Linked DNA regions of Sus scrofa: region 2 is linked to region 1. Evidence: chromatin contacts called from public Hi-C data. All regions are on one chromosome and are shown on one strand. Each heading gives the region's core, a stretch centred on a gene start, on an enhancer-like site or on the middle of the called end of the contact. The rest is flanking DNA. Distances are from core to core; before and after follow the strand shown.

Region 1 (7,398 bases), core at 3,424-5,923:
GTGATGGGAATTTAACTTGAACTTCAGCAGCTCTCACCAAGATAGCCAATACTTCTCAATGATGGCTGCATATTAGAACCATCCAGGGAGAATTAAAAAAAAAAAAAAATCAAGGCCTGAGTGCAGTTTCCTGAGGTTATGGTGTAATTGATCTGTGGTGGGACTTCATCATTAGCATAATGGACAGTATTGAGGGGCTTTAAGGAGGATAGTAATGTAATTTGATTATGGTGACTTAAACTAGGATTATAGCCCTGGTGATGCAGAGAAGCAGGAACATTTGCGAATGAGTTCAACAGGATGCGGTGATTAATTAGGTACAGGGGGAGGGCGGGGGAGAGAGAGGCAGGTGTGTTTCGGATGATCCATATGTGTGACTGGTGTGTATGACCGGGTGGTTTGTGGGACCATTTGCTAGGATGTAGAATTTCGGGGTGGGAACAGACAGGAGAAAATGGCAGGTAGAGATGGAAAGCTTGGTGTTGCCATGTTAAGTCAGGCATGTTAGTGGCTCTGTCCTCAAGTAGAGATTGGAACATGGTTGATGTTTAGATCTGGAGCTCAGAAGGGAATCCAAAGTTGTCGACATTGTTAAAAAAAAAAAAGACATAGGGCCCCAAATGGAGTTCTTATGCTAAGCCCTATGTCACCAAGCTGAGATTTAACTTAATTACAATTTTGGCTTTCCCAGAAACAGAACCTTAAACCAGTCAATCCGGAATCGCCCAATCAGCATTGGTCAAGTAACTGCCCAAAAGACCCCTGCCATTCCTTAAAGGAAAGTAACTTCGCAATAAACAACCCTCCTTTTGCCTGGTATAACTTCCTTGTTCTGGTTCCCTCCTGCCTATCAATGTCTTTAATTTTTTTTAATTTTTAAAATTTCTTTAAATTTTTTTCTGGTCTTTTGTCTTTTTAGGGCTACACCTGTGGCATATGGAGGTTCCCAGACTAGGGGTCTAATCAGAGCCATAGCTGCTGGCCTACACCACAGCCACAGCAATGCTGGATCCTTAACCCACTGAGCAAGGCCAGGGATCAAACCCGTGTCCTCATGGATGCTGATTGGGTTTGCTAACTGCTGAGCCACGACAGGAACTCCAAAATTTCTTCGATTTTTTTTAAAGTTTAACGTAACCTAGCTATGTATATATATATATATATATGTATTCTTTTTCTCATATTATCTTCTTTTTTGTTTAGGACCTTTGAGAGATACATACCTTTTTCTCCTTAGTTTCTTTGCCTCTACCCATTTATTAGGCCAAGACTTTTTAGAGAAATATGCCAGAATTTCTTTTCCCCCAAGAGGGATAAGTAATTCTAAAAATTGATACTAGTCACCAAAGCAGTCATCTAGAAGCATGAAATGGCCCTTTGACATCTTTTGTTTGTTCCATCTCAATGGTACTAGAGCTGATTCTAGAAACACTGATCATTTGTCCCTATTAAATCAGCTACCATCCTCCTTATGGGCAAAATCTTCCCCTGATATTGACGAAATTCACAGCGCAACTCCCATCAAGATTAAGATTCCTCAAGACCTCTTCTGAGAGTTAATCAATATTCTGTAAGTAAAGAAGACCTTCAAGGCATAATGCCCATAATAGAAGACTGCAGGGCCCAAGGCCTGATTATCCCTTTTTCTAGCACCTGCAACACTCTCATGTTACCAGGGAGAAAACCTAAGGGCTGAGAGTGGAGGTTTGCCAGGGCCTCTGAGCAGTAAACAACAGTGTTACCCCACAACACCCTGCTGTTCCTGACCCTCGCATGTTACTAACATCCATTCTCAAAGGAAGTAACCTCTTTACTCTGTTTGACTTGTGGTTTGTTAACAAATTTCCAATAGGCCTGGTCTGGACATCTTGAAAAAGCTATCTCATGGATGTCATCTGCTTCAATTCTGGGAAATCTGTACTTTCGTGTCACCAGATGTGCAAGTTTCAGCCAGGGTTTGGTGCTGTCTTTAGGTATGCTGCATGAATCCAAGAGTCTATTCCCTGGAATTTGGTGGCCCTGTGGCTGGTTGGCCATACCTGATAAGGGCCTTTTCAGCAAGGTCGAAGAGGTTCTTTCTGAAGGTGTCTTTTCTGAAAGACAAAGTATCCAGATTAAAAGGTGTAACATGAAAGGGCTTCATCTCCTAGAAGTGCACTGTGAAGATTCCGCTTTATCATTTTGTCAACAAACCTCTGATGATGACATAACACTTCAGATGATCTCCCATGTCTATGAGCTTGACAACATATGAACTGTAGATTAAAGGTGACTGAGAGTTCTCCTCCCTACCTCTCATCGTTACTCACATGCGTCCTCAATAGGTTTCCAATCTGCATTTTCTCTCCAACATGAGACACCACACCCAGGAAAGGGTCTTCCTGGTATTGAGGGACAAAAAGCTGCCGAAACTGGTAAAACCAAGTCTTGATCAGTGATGCTTTCAGAGAACGATCTTGATCAAAAGGGGAAAATTATTAAAAAAAATTAATAAAGAGAAAGCTTAAATAAATAGAGATGGGAGACCAAAAGGGAGAACTCTCATGCCCTGCAATGACAGCAGAGCCTGACAAGAAGAAGACTCCTTTTCTTTCCTGGCAAAGACCAGGCCAATGAAAAGTCATGGAATCTTTGTTTACTATAGCCCTCCCAACTTCATTTCCCCCCTCTATAAAAGCAGTCTCTTTCTCTTTACATGTTGGGACTTGCATGTAGCTCACCATGGATGCAGACTCAGATTTGCAATTCTCTGCTGATCCCAAGTAAACCCATCTTTGCTGGAGAAATAACTGGTGGTCTGTTTGTTTTAGGTCAATAGATACGAAAAACTTCAAGGCATAGATAAAGCAAGGAGAAGACTGGGACCCACAAACACAGCTCTTAGGTCATTTCTTGCTACACTGAGACTAGTTGTCTCCTTGAATAATAGAAAGTGTCTCTCATGTGCAGTGGTGTATGCAGAAGAGAGCTGTTCCTTTCATGAAATATCTCCATTTTATCCTCCGATAGTTACATAGATTATGTGATGATATTAGGAAACAAAATTCCATATATTCATAAATTTCAGATTTGATTACCATGGTAATCAATCCTAGAGAGATCAGGTTCATCCTGCCCAAAGCATTCCATAGATAAGGATTACAGGCAGTGTTAGTGTGTTTGCCTGAGGGTCTGTCACTACGTAATTGCAAGGAAATTAACCGGATTATCTTCCTTTCTTTCCCAGGCACATTTCCTCAATTAAGAGAGAGAATGTATTACAGGCCTGCTGCTACTCACTTTCCAGGGTGGCAGAGCCAGTAAACATCAGTAAATATTCACATCCAACTCTCTGTCACTTGTAAGTCCATTCTTTCCAATGCATTATACGCCTTCCAAACTTCAGGAGGTCCTAGCTAGGGGATTCCACAAGTATTAGTGCCCCTTAATGTGTCTTAACTTTCCATTTTAGCCAACATGGTCATCCACATCTCTCAAAAGGCTGTGAACAGTCCTTCACAGGGTGTTTCCGCTGCTGCTCCTGACAGCCAAACAGTCTGTTTGGTAGAGGAAAGAAGAGAGGAGGAGAAAAGAAAAGAAGGATGATTCAACTAATGGCATCTTATCTGAACTGCATGTTGCAGTAGGTGATTCTTCTTTAACAGGCAGCTGGATAATAAGGATTGCAGTCACTTATTAGTTTCAAGAGCTAATAAAGTGGTAGTTTGTTTATAAAATTGGCACAAGAATCCTTGGAGTTTAATTCTCAGGAAATAACAGAAGTTCAGCATTCTTTATAGATTGTGGTGTGCTGCAGCTGGTAAATTCCAGCTTGTGACATTGAGGCAGTGATGTCACCACCATGAGCGGCTTGAAATTTCACATCACAGAGATGATCAACTTTTTCTTCCCAGAAAGCTGGTTGGTGAATGTCTACCAAAACATCAATATTTATAGATAGGTATACCAGGCTCTTTCATTCCTGCTTCAGCATTAATCTGGTGCCATAATTAGAAAGTCAGATGAAAAATCAAAATATTAACTATAACACACAATTAGAATTTAAATGTATTGACTTTTTGGGAAGGAGCAATAAGTAACATCCCTTTCCTTCCCTCCTGAGTTTGGAAGTTTGGAAGGGAAGGATAAAAGATCAATATCTCAACTTAATTACAAACACACCTGATTAGAGGTCACAGCATAGCTCTGTGGCCAAGTGGGCTTCCTAATTCTTTGTCCCTGAACTGAGTTTACCCTCCCAGTTGCTGGCAGGGCTGGATCATCACAGGCTGTGAATCTCTCCCCAAGGGGTAGAAGTCACTTCTTGCATTTCAGAGCAGAAAATGTGTTTGTCTTAAGGTCAGTCCATAGTGAGTGACAGAGGGACCAAGAGAAAAAGACAAAGAGGCAGAGGCTGTGCCCTGCACACTCATTTCCTACTTCCTAAGCGTCCCAGTCATACTAATTGGGTAGATCACTTCTCTTCCCTTGGTCAAGGATGCTGACAGCAAAGGGAGGGAGGGAGGAAGCTTCGACTTTATGGGCCAAGATAGGAACTTGATTGTGGAAGAGAATGGTTTGCCCTACAATATACTTTAACACCCCTTCTTACCATTTTCTAAAATGAGACACTGATCCTATAGCACCAGACCTATTGTTCTGTAATGCTGCTGAACTGAACAGTTGAGATGAAAGGGTGAGGAAGTTTTCAAAATTTACAGGAAGTGGTGGTGGCTGTGGTGGTGTGTTTGAGGTACCTAAAATATATGCTAGCAGTTTTTATTCCTCTTTCTCCTTTTTAAAAAGCTATTAATAAGAGCTTATACCTACCAATGTTAAAATAGCAAACCCCTTTGAGCATGTCATCAAGCAACCAGTTAATTCCTTGAAAAAGAGATAAATAGACCAAGCATTTACTTAAATGACCTGTTGAGCTGAATTGACGAGCCAGCTTAAGAGAATTGACGTCAGTTCTGTCCAGGTTGTTAACCCAGCTGCCTTGCAGAGTAGACAACCTCTCTTGCTGTGTCAAATCACAACCTAATAAAATGTTGTCTCTATTTCCAGTTTCATGTGGAAATGTTTAAAAAAAAATCCAAATTTTTTTCAGAATTCTTATATTCATGTATTTATTTATTTTTGGCATAAAAAGGATTTATTATGCATATGTTACTACTATTTATCAATAACATACCATCAAATTAAATTAATTCCATATTAATGATGTGACATATAAGGTTATATTATATCAATATATTATCATATTTTTATGGAATCTTTTTTTTTAATTAGAGTGTAGTTGATTTACAGCATTGTGTCAATTTCTGCCATACAGCATAGAGACCCAGTCATACATATATCCATTCTTTTTCTCATACTGTCTTCCATCATGTTCTACCCTAAGAGATTGGATATAGTTCCCTGTGCTGTACAGTAGGACCTCATTGCTTATCCATTCTAAATGGAATAGTTTGCATCTACTAACTCCAAACTCCCATCCATCCCACTTCCTCCCTCATCCCCCGGCAACCACAAGTCTGCACTCCATGTCCATAATCTCTTTTGATCTTGTAGATAGGAATGTTTGTGCCATATTTTAGATTCCAGTTTTTTTTAATAATTGTAAGTATGATTACATTGTTCTGAGCATTGTATTTTCTTTGGGGGTGGGGGCTAAGACCTTTCTAGGTATTTGTGTATCTCCTGGCTTTTTCTTCAGGTCCAATCATGTCAGATACTAAATGAAAGATCTGTATTTTGGACTCGTCTAACAAACACGTCCCTCAAAGAATGGCTGTTATCTAATCTAAGTAGCACGCACTCTTTGAAAAGCTGACTTTGGGAATCTCTAGGTCCTGTCAAAATCCAACATAGGTTGGTAGTGACTTGCCTCTGGACATCTGCAGACTACTTTCTCATCCACAGGAAATGAGGTGGTCTCTTCTCAGTGCCACAGGGTCCCAGAACTGGTTCCAAGTGACCCTACCGTTGGCAAGCCCAGCGGAAAGGGAGGGACAGTCATTGCTATACTCTGTCTCTATGCCTGAGTGAGGAAACACTGGCACAGCATTGTGAGGGAGCTTGTTGTCCTGTGGGGTGTGGCCCCAAATGAACAGTACCAGGGCACCTCAGTGCTAGTGTGAACTGCCAGTCCTGTTTGCAAACTCAAGCCCTCACATGGCTAACCATCATCAATGCATTCTGTCTTTTGTTTGTTTGATGAACTTCATTTTAGGGACTGTCACATTCTCCTCGTCCCATTGAGAAAGTATCATAGTGATTATAATTTTGGCAGAGATTAATATTACTACTGTGGTTGTTTTGCTACACCGGTCCTGTTATAGAAAGGAATTACTGCTTACTGGGAATATCGGCTGTTTATTGGGAATACTGGACTCTGGTTTGCATAAAACTTGCATTAAATTTGCAAGTCATTGGGAGTTCCCATTGTGGCGCAGTGGAAACGCTAGTATCCATGAGGATGCGGGTTCGACCCCTGGCCTTGCTCAGTGGGTCGGGGATCTGGTGTTGCTATGGCTGTGGCCGTGGCTGGCAGCTGTAGCTCTGATTCAACCCTTAGCCTGGGAACTTCCAAATGTTGTGGGTGCTGCCGTAAAAAACAAAAACCAAACAAACAAAAATGTGCATGTCCTTCATTTATAGTAATAAATCATAGATGCCTCCTTCACACCCTCCCCTCCAGAGACCTCGAACACCTCTTTTTTAAAACTTAATATTCCTTGGGCCCTCTGTCTTCTACACTTAAAGTTTTAAAAAATCATTTGTGGGAAGAGCTTCAATTATATGCATCAAACAGTGACATCTCACAGATGATACAAAGATGAACAGAGTATTGAAACCCTACATTTTGGCGAGATTGTTTTTGGGGTTCCAGCTGACATTGCCATCTTTTATCATGTGCTTATTGAATAAGACGTATTGTCATTTTATGAAGAAATTCTTAAATGATTATTAGTATTATAGAAAGGTTGTTGACAGTTATTTAAAGGATTGAGGCTCTTTTGTTACTTTGTAGACCCACGGCATCATTTTGAATTCTCCTTTGTCAGTTTTCAACAGATGTTTTGTGGAACCTGCTATGTGCTCAGGACCATGCTGAGTCTGGGGTATAACGTGGTGACTGTTGGCTTAGTCTCCTCCCTTATTGCAGCTCACAGTCCAGAGATGAAGACGGACAAATAAAGGAGGAGTTATACTATTGACCTGTAAAAGCGATCATTCCAGGCAGAGTAGCCATCCTTGCTGGGCTGAAATTGAGGCTTGGCTGCTAAAATGTGAACCAAAGCAACATTTCTTTCCCTTAAGAACCTGCTCTCTCCACACATAAGAGTGGAGGAGAACTTGAAACTGTTTAAAATCTAGTGTAGACATAATCAAGCATATTTGATGTGGGATTGT
Region 2 (7,398 bases), core at 3,388-5,887, 390 kb after region 1:
CACAATTTCATGTCTTCCTCCAACATGATACCTATGATAGAAAATAATTACTTAATTTTAAAAATTTCATATATGTCTTTATATATATATTTTTAGGGCCACACCTGGGGCCTATGGAGGTTCCCAGGCCAGAGGCTGAGTCAGAGCTGCAGCTGCAGGCCTGCGCCATAGCCACAGCAACACCAGATTTGAGACACATCTGTGACCTACGCCAACACCGGATCCCTAACCCACTGAGCGAGGCCAGGGATCCAACCCGCATCCTCACGGACACTATGTTGGGTTCTAAACCCGATGAGCCACAACAGGAACGCCAGATTACATTAATTTTAAATATAGTAGTTTATTTAATGGCATAACCCAAGCCTAACGGCACTTGGAGCCATTCTTTGGAAAACATCTACTGCAAGATGGGATGACATTGGCAAGCCAAGAGTTAACAGACTACCAGAGAGCGAGTAATTTCTTTCCTCACCTCTTGAGAAGGAAAAGCCTCAGCCATGGATTTTTGACTTCCCTCCTTGATGTATTAGATTTTACAAGAAATTTAATGGGGTATGTCCTTTGTATCAAATGGCTGAATGACGATATTTCTCTTTGAGGAGATCCCATACGTTAAAAAAGGAATTAGCAATTAGGAGGGTAAACTTCACACTGTGAGCAAAAAGTTTCATGACTTCAAGAAAAAGGCTCCTTTAGTGAGTCACCCCCAGTGCTTTGAAAAGAACATGTTAAGTGAGGAACAGAAGCCTGTTTCCTGAGTAATGGCTTCAGGTAAATTGACATGAACTTGGCCAAAAGGTCTGCATGCCGGGCAGGACCCAAGAGGAATCAGCTAGTTTGTGATTCTAGCGCCCTGAACACTGGCATTAAACCTTTCACCTCACTTGGATGCAAGATTGTACCTCACTGCTCAGAAAGTTGTTTTTTGTTTTTTGTTTTTTTTTCCTTGACCACCTCTGTGCCTTTAAACAAGAGGCGCTTCTGGATAACACCTTTTTATTTATGAGAAAAACATTTGCCATCTTTATGTTTTGTTGAACTTTGTTTTGACCAGAAATAAGAAGCTGTGTATGGTGTATTCATGGAGACCAAATGAACTAAGTGTGTTTAACTGTGGCTTGAGTGTTCTGGGGAAGTGTTTGGGAACTGAACTTCCAAACAGAAGGCCAGTGTTCAGGGTCCCTAGAGAAATAATGACTGAGCCTGCTCATGAACATTTTGTGCTTCGGGTGGGGCAGCTGAGTGTGGGAGGGAGGCCCAGGGCAGCCCAAGTGTGTGTGCAGGTTAGAGAGATGTTTTGACCCACCATATTGATAGCTATTTTTTAAAAAAATCATGATGTATATAAGTTGTTATTTGGAACAACTGATGAGGTCATATAATAAATATATTTGTGGATAATTGGGGTTGGCTGTTAAGGGAACTCCAGAGCCGTTTTTAAAAATGCCTTGCGAACTCTGGACTCCTGGAATGCTGCTTGCAAGCTGCTCAGAGCTCAGCTATCCACTAAGTGAAGCTCTTTTTATCTGAGCTAGTGTCCCTGGAGGATTCTTTTTTTTTTTTTTTTTTTTTTAAATAATTGTGTTAGAACCTTCTATTTTGAACAACTGGGTAAGAGAGAACAAAAGTAGAAATGGCTGCTCTGGCTGAAAAATGGGGGAAGATACAGCTAAGAAAACCTTTAAGCATGATTTGTTTTTAAATAGATGAAGCTTTTATTTTATTTTTTTTACTTTTCTGTCACATGTCTATATTTCCTCCCTCCTGAAGTGGTCAGGTAGGAGTTTGAAGAATGGAGATTTTTTTTTTGTTACAAACATTCTCATTTTTGTTTATTTCATGCCCAGAAAGCAAGAGAACAACGAAGCATAGCCTTTGTCTTTGGTCTTCTCCACCCCCCACTTTGTCCCATTATGTCCTTTCTACTTCTACATTTAGTCTGAATTTTAATATCTACTATCCAAGAGCACTCATAATGCTCCTTTTTTCAGTGGGATTTCCCAGTAAACATACTGACTATATTGTTCTTAGGAAATTGCCCAGTGGATGGCGGGCACTTGTGTGACACACATCTGTCACCTGGGCATGTGCTTCTTGTCTCCAGCAGCCAGATCTACCTCTTCGACGGACTGTCTCTGTCTCTGTGTCTACATTCCTCTTAACAAGCCAAGGCCAAATTTTACTTTTTAGGGGACATGAGTAATTGGTTTGGCATTTTCATCCTTGCAAAAATGGATTTCAAGTATTGTTTAGGATAGGAAATTAGTCAAAACACTTTTTTTTTGACATGACAATAACATAGCATTTCAAAGCAGTTCCAGAGAGAAGACAAGCATAATTGTATAGGGTTTGCCCAGAGGGGGGTCAGAGGAGGAAGTCCTTACTAGAAATGGAGCCAGAGAGACCTTCCTTAAAGAAAGGACTCAAAGGGCTAATAGACCAGAGGCAGGGGGAGGGAGAGAAGACCTAAAGATTCCATCCACCTCTAAGGAGGCTGACACCAACTGGCCCTGGGGGCCAAGCAGTCTTATTTGTATAGAACAAGTACAAACACTTTTTACATTAAAAAATTTTCTAAGAAGAAGTTTCCCCCCCCCCGTAAAATATTAAGATGGTAAATATTTTAATTGGATAGTTTCTAAACACAATTAAGCACAAGATGATCACAAACTCAGTGTTCTGTGCCTGCCGCCTGCCATTATTATCGTTAAAATCCCCTTTCACTTGCAAAAACGTCTCAGAGTGTGTGAAAAATCACCTGTTAGACAGGATCAGCCTTTAAAAGGGGGATCTTTATTGAATTAAGTGTTGGACCACAGAAGCCCATCTTCGCTGTTAAGGCTTTTGCAATCTGAAACAGAAAGTTCTAGAAATAGTATCTTGAGTGTGGAGGGAGGGTGAAGGACATATACAGGGGGTGACCTCAGCTTCTCATTTCTGATGTCCTTTCTTGATAATGTCTGCCAGGGTATCTAAGAGATTTTATCATCCTTTGTCTAAGGTCAGGAACGGAACAGGGGACAAGCATTTATGTAACATCTGTACATAAAAACTTGTAACAGGGGGCAACTACAACCTACATGTGTTTTCCTGCTAAACTTACACAGTGAGGCTGCCAGAGGTTTCCATAAGAGGTAAAGGCACTGAGAAAGATCTAGGATTGGAGTGATTAAAACCTAGAACCCAGTCTCATTAGAAAGTTCAGGAGATTGTGATCTTTCTGTGGCTGTAGCAACAATGATGAGACAGACTTGTAAATATTGATGCTGCCACCTAACCGCAACAGTGAAATAGAATCCTTTCCTTATAGTCTTTCTGCGTTTCTTGCTGGTTCAGGGTTCTCTAGTGGGGACTGGTCTCACGAGTGAATAAGCTGGCCCAGCCAACTGGCCAAGAGATTGGACGGATCGTAGTCTTTTCATGAGCATTTTATAATGAATATAAAACCCAAGGGTCTACTGTGTGCTGGGTAACCCTCCGAGAAAGAGACAAATAACACTGTTATACAGACAAGAAAACTGAGGTTCAGGGAGCCCAAGTGATATGTGGTTAAGACTCAGAGGCAGGATTTGAAACAGAATTCCTGAGCTTTCATCTTGATGTTTCCGTTTTGTCTCTTTGTTTTACTTTGAACTGTACTTTATTTTTCTCATGACTCTAAGAAGACAGACATTTTTTGGCTACAAATGAATCACAGATGCAAGGGAGTGAGGAGCCTTGAGACGACTAGGTCTATCCTGCTGTACTTCCTGACCTCCTGATGTGGCCTGGGAGGGCGTGGGGTAGAGTGAAAATAGCACTGGCTTTGAACCCAGATACACCTGGCTCCACCACCCTCCCAGCCACTCAAGAAGTATTTTATGTTCTATGATGTACTTTTTTTCTTTTTTCCTTTCTTTTTTTTTAAGGGCTGCACTCCCGGCCTTTGGAAGTTCCAAGGCTAGGGTCAAATTGGAGCTGCAGCTGCCTGCCTACACCACAGCCACAGCAACATGGGATCCGAGCCATGTCTTCCACCTATACCGCAGCTCACAACGATGCCGGATCCTTAACCCCACTGAGCGAGGCCAGGGATTGAACCTGCATTCTCATGGATACTAGTCAGATTTGTTACTGCTGAGCCACAAGGGGAACTCCTATTCTGTTCTGTTCTAAGCCCTTGACTTAACAGTTTTATACAAGAGGGAAAATATTCTAGGTTGAGTTTCTTATTCTGATTCTCAGCTTTGTCATCTCTGACACAGGGTGGAGGGACCCTTCAACACAGTGTTTAAAGCTATTCAACATATTGTAGAAGGAAGAGAATTGGTAATGGAGGGCAACTGGGGCCATGATGACCCAGCGCAATGCGGGTGTTGCAGACTAAGGACAATCTGATTGGTTCAACATTACTAGAACCTCTCCTTCAGACTGGCTGTCTGTGGATATAAGGACATTCAGCATCACATATTTCAAGTAGCCAAGTCCTGAATTCTTTTGTGTTATTGAAGGAACGAGTTGTCGTTTTCCCTACTTTGTATAGACTGAATGTCTGTCCCCTCAAAATTCACAGGTTGAAATAGGAACTCCCCAACCCCATGGTGTTAGGAAGTGGAGCCTTTGGGAGGTGACTGCCCTCATGGAAGAGACCCCAGCGAGCTCCCTTGCCCCTTTCACCATGTGACACAGTGAGAAGGTGGCTGTCCGGGGACCAAGAAGCAGGCTCTCACCAGATGCCAAATCTGCTGGCACCTTGATCTTGGATTTTCCAGCCTCCAGAGCTGTGAAAGATAAAATTCTGTGCTTGATAATATACCCAATCTATGGAATTTTTTTTTTATAACAGCTGAACAGACTAAGACACATTCCAAACTCTGGAATCTTCCAAAATGAAGATGGTTTGTGATTGTGGAATTGGCTGTCAAAGAGTTGCCACCAAGGCAGTGGAAAAATTCTCTTTCTAGCAAAAGGTTGGTATCCAGATACTTACAACGGTGTCTTTTGAGGAATATGTTTAACAGACAGAATGGGAACAGATTTTTTTTTTTTTTCTATGAGCAATACTTTAAGTTCTGCTGATGATAATCTCATATTTACTTAGAACTTTTGGCCTTTCAGAAGCACATTGTTCCCTAGGAACTTCTTCTTTCCTCCTTTTTTTTTTGGCCATCCCTGCAGTGTGTGGAGGTTCTGGAGCCAGGAATCAGACTCTAGCCAAAGCAGTGACAATCCCAGATTCTTAACCCACTGAACCACCAGGGCATTCTAAGTGGTAAATTCTTATCAGTCATTCTGGCTACTTCTTTTGGCTGCATTCTTGTCATTCAGAAGTTCCCAGACCAGGGGTTGAACCTGAGCCACAGGAGTGGCAATGCCAATTCCTTAACTACAGGCCACTAGGAAACTCTTTCCTTTTTCTAATATAATGATTGAGAACACTGCCCTAGGGAACTAAAGAATTATAGAGTGTTAGAGCATGAAGAGAAATGAAAGATTTTCTGATACAACTTCGTCATTTTACAGATTGGAGTGAGAGTGGGATTGAGTCTTGCCCAGTCATTCTTTCATGCATTCATTCACCATGTGTTTATTGTGTGCCTATCATGTGGTAGGTTCTATTCTACATGCTGGGGTTACAGCAATGAGCGAAACAGATACATGCTTTCATGGATTTATATTCTTTATTTTTGCTTTTTAAGGCCATACATGGGACATATGGAAGTTCCCAGGCTAGGGGTTGAATCGGAGCTGTAGGATCCGAGCTGCATCTTTGACCTACACCACAGCTCACAGCAATGCTGGATACTTAACCCACTGAACAAGGCCAGGGATCGAACCCAAGTCCTCATGGATACTAGTTGGATTCATTTTCGCTGAGCCACAATGGGAACTCCGAATTTATATTCTAATGGAAAGGTGAATATTCAATAAAAATTAAACAAATATATAGTAAGCCAGGTAATGGGAATTGTTAAGAAAACATGATTAAACAAGATGAGGGCTAAAGGGTGATGAGGGAGAGTGCTGTTTTAGATAAAATATTCAGTGAAGGTGACATTTGCACAGTGTCTTGAATGAGGTGAGGGAATGAACCATGTGGATATCTGGGGAAAGAGCATTCCAGGCAGATAGAATAGCAAGTGCAGGGCCCTGAGGAGGACTCATGCTCAAAGGCCAGCGTGACCAGAATGAATGGATGGAGGGAAGAGTGGCAGGGAATGTGATCTGAGAGTAGTGAGGGGAGAGGACACATTGTATAGGGCTTGATGGGTGTGGCAATGGCTTTGAGTTTTTAGCCCCTGGAGGATTTTGAGTTGAGGAGTGATGTATTTGTGCTTGAAAAATAAAGCCATGCTTGGACTAGAAGCTAGGTCTCTGCAAGGCAGAGCTTATAGGTGCTCCCACTATATCATGCAGCTCTCTATACTTGAAGTTAAACTTAAAGAAGAGATCTTGGTGCAAACTATTACATTCAAAATGGATGGGTGATGAGGTTATACTGTATAGCACAGGGAACTTTTGGAATATATATATATACATACACACACACCTGGGTCATTTTGCTGTACAGCAGAAATTGGCACAACATTGTAAATAAACTATACTTTAATTAAAAAAAAAAGAAAAACTAAGGAAAAAAGGAACAGATCCGGGAAAATTTTAGGAAATCTCTCTATTTACACTATTACCATGATTGGTACTTTCATCCAGAGTTTGGTAAACACAAAGTAATAAAAAAAATATGCTCACACCTTTCCCTTATCACTCTGAAGGAGAAATAGCAACTTAGATGCATTTCTCCATGCAGAACTTCATGATTTGGAAAACATAATATTTAGGGCAAAGGAAATATGCCTTCTACAGAGAGATCATGCACCCCTTACTTGGGATTTCAATGAGTGGAAATAAGTCTCTTTCAGATAAGTCTATTTGTCAGCTTTCAGCCCACTCACACCCTTTGATTCCGGACGTTACTGGTTGAACTGTGTTTGTTCCAGCCAGAAGTTATCACTTTACACTCTCCTCTGTGAGATTTAAACAAGCAGGTGTTCGAGCAATTTGGAAAGATGCAAAAGTCTGAAGGATTCTACACTGGCAAAGAAAGACATTTGATACAGTTCCTTAACGTTGAGATATAATTTTCTTCTTTTCACTCCTTACTGGATTTAATATTTTTCTTTCACTTACGGCAGTAAAGTCCATCCAGTTGTGCTGAGTTCAGTATTGCATCATGATAGCTGGACTATTGTTTTTCAGACGTTCTCCCAGGTGATAATAATAACTGCTGCTATAGACTGAGAATCTTTTTGGAGTTAGACCTCTTGCATATACTGCCTGCAGGTTGCATACTATTATCCCCATTTTACAGGAAGCAGAGGCTCCTAGAGGTTCAAGTATTAATCCACATCTACTCAG

Evidence for each region. A called contact is a pair of places that touch in the nucleus more often than the background predicts.
Region 2: a Hi-C map of retroperitoneal adipose tissue shows a contact between it and region 1, with 1.7 times the contacts expected there. The contact joins two enhancer-like sites. A contact is called at or near these places in 11 of 47 Hi-C or Micro-C datasets (blood, embryonic fibroblasts, fibroblasts and 5 more) and 1 of 2 datasets of contacts at active chromatin or transcription factors (skeletal muscle).

What each region holds. Positions count from the first base shown.
Region 1 is chr5:76,959,903-76,967,300 of Sscrofa11.1, forward strand. The region is part of intron 2 of LOC106510388 (a long non-coding RNA gene); the gene reads left to right. Among named protein-coding and RNA genes, the nearest start is that of SCAF11, 87 kb to the left of the region's middle. Within about 2 kb of position 4,674, at least 11 of the 83 cell types and tissues checked have an H3K27ac peak or open chromatin away from gene starts, as enhancers often do. A contact at or near this core is called in retroperitoneal adipose tissue, where this site is marked.
Region 2 is chr5:77,350,879-77,358,276 of Sscrofa11.1, forward strand. All of the region lies in intron 5 of LOC106510390 (a long non-coding RNA gene), which reads left to right. Among named protein-coding and RNA genes, the nearest start is that of SLC38A4, 130 kb to the right of the region's middle. Within about 2 kb of position 4,638, at least 1 of the 83 cell types and tissues checked has an H3K27ac peak or open chromatin away from gene starts, as enhancers often do. A contact at or near this core is called in retroperitoneal adipose tissue, where this site is marked.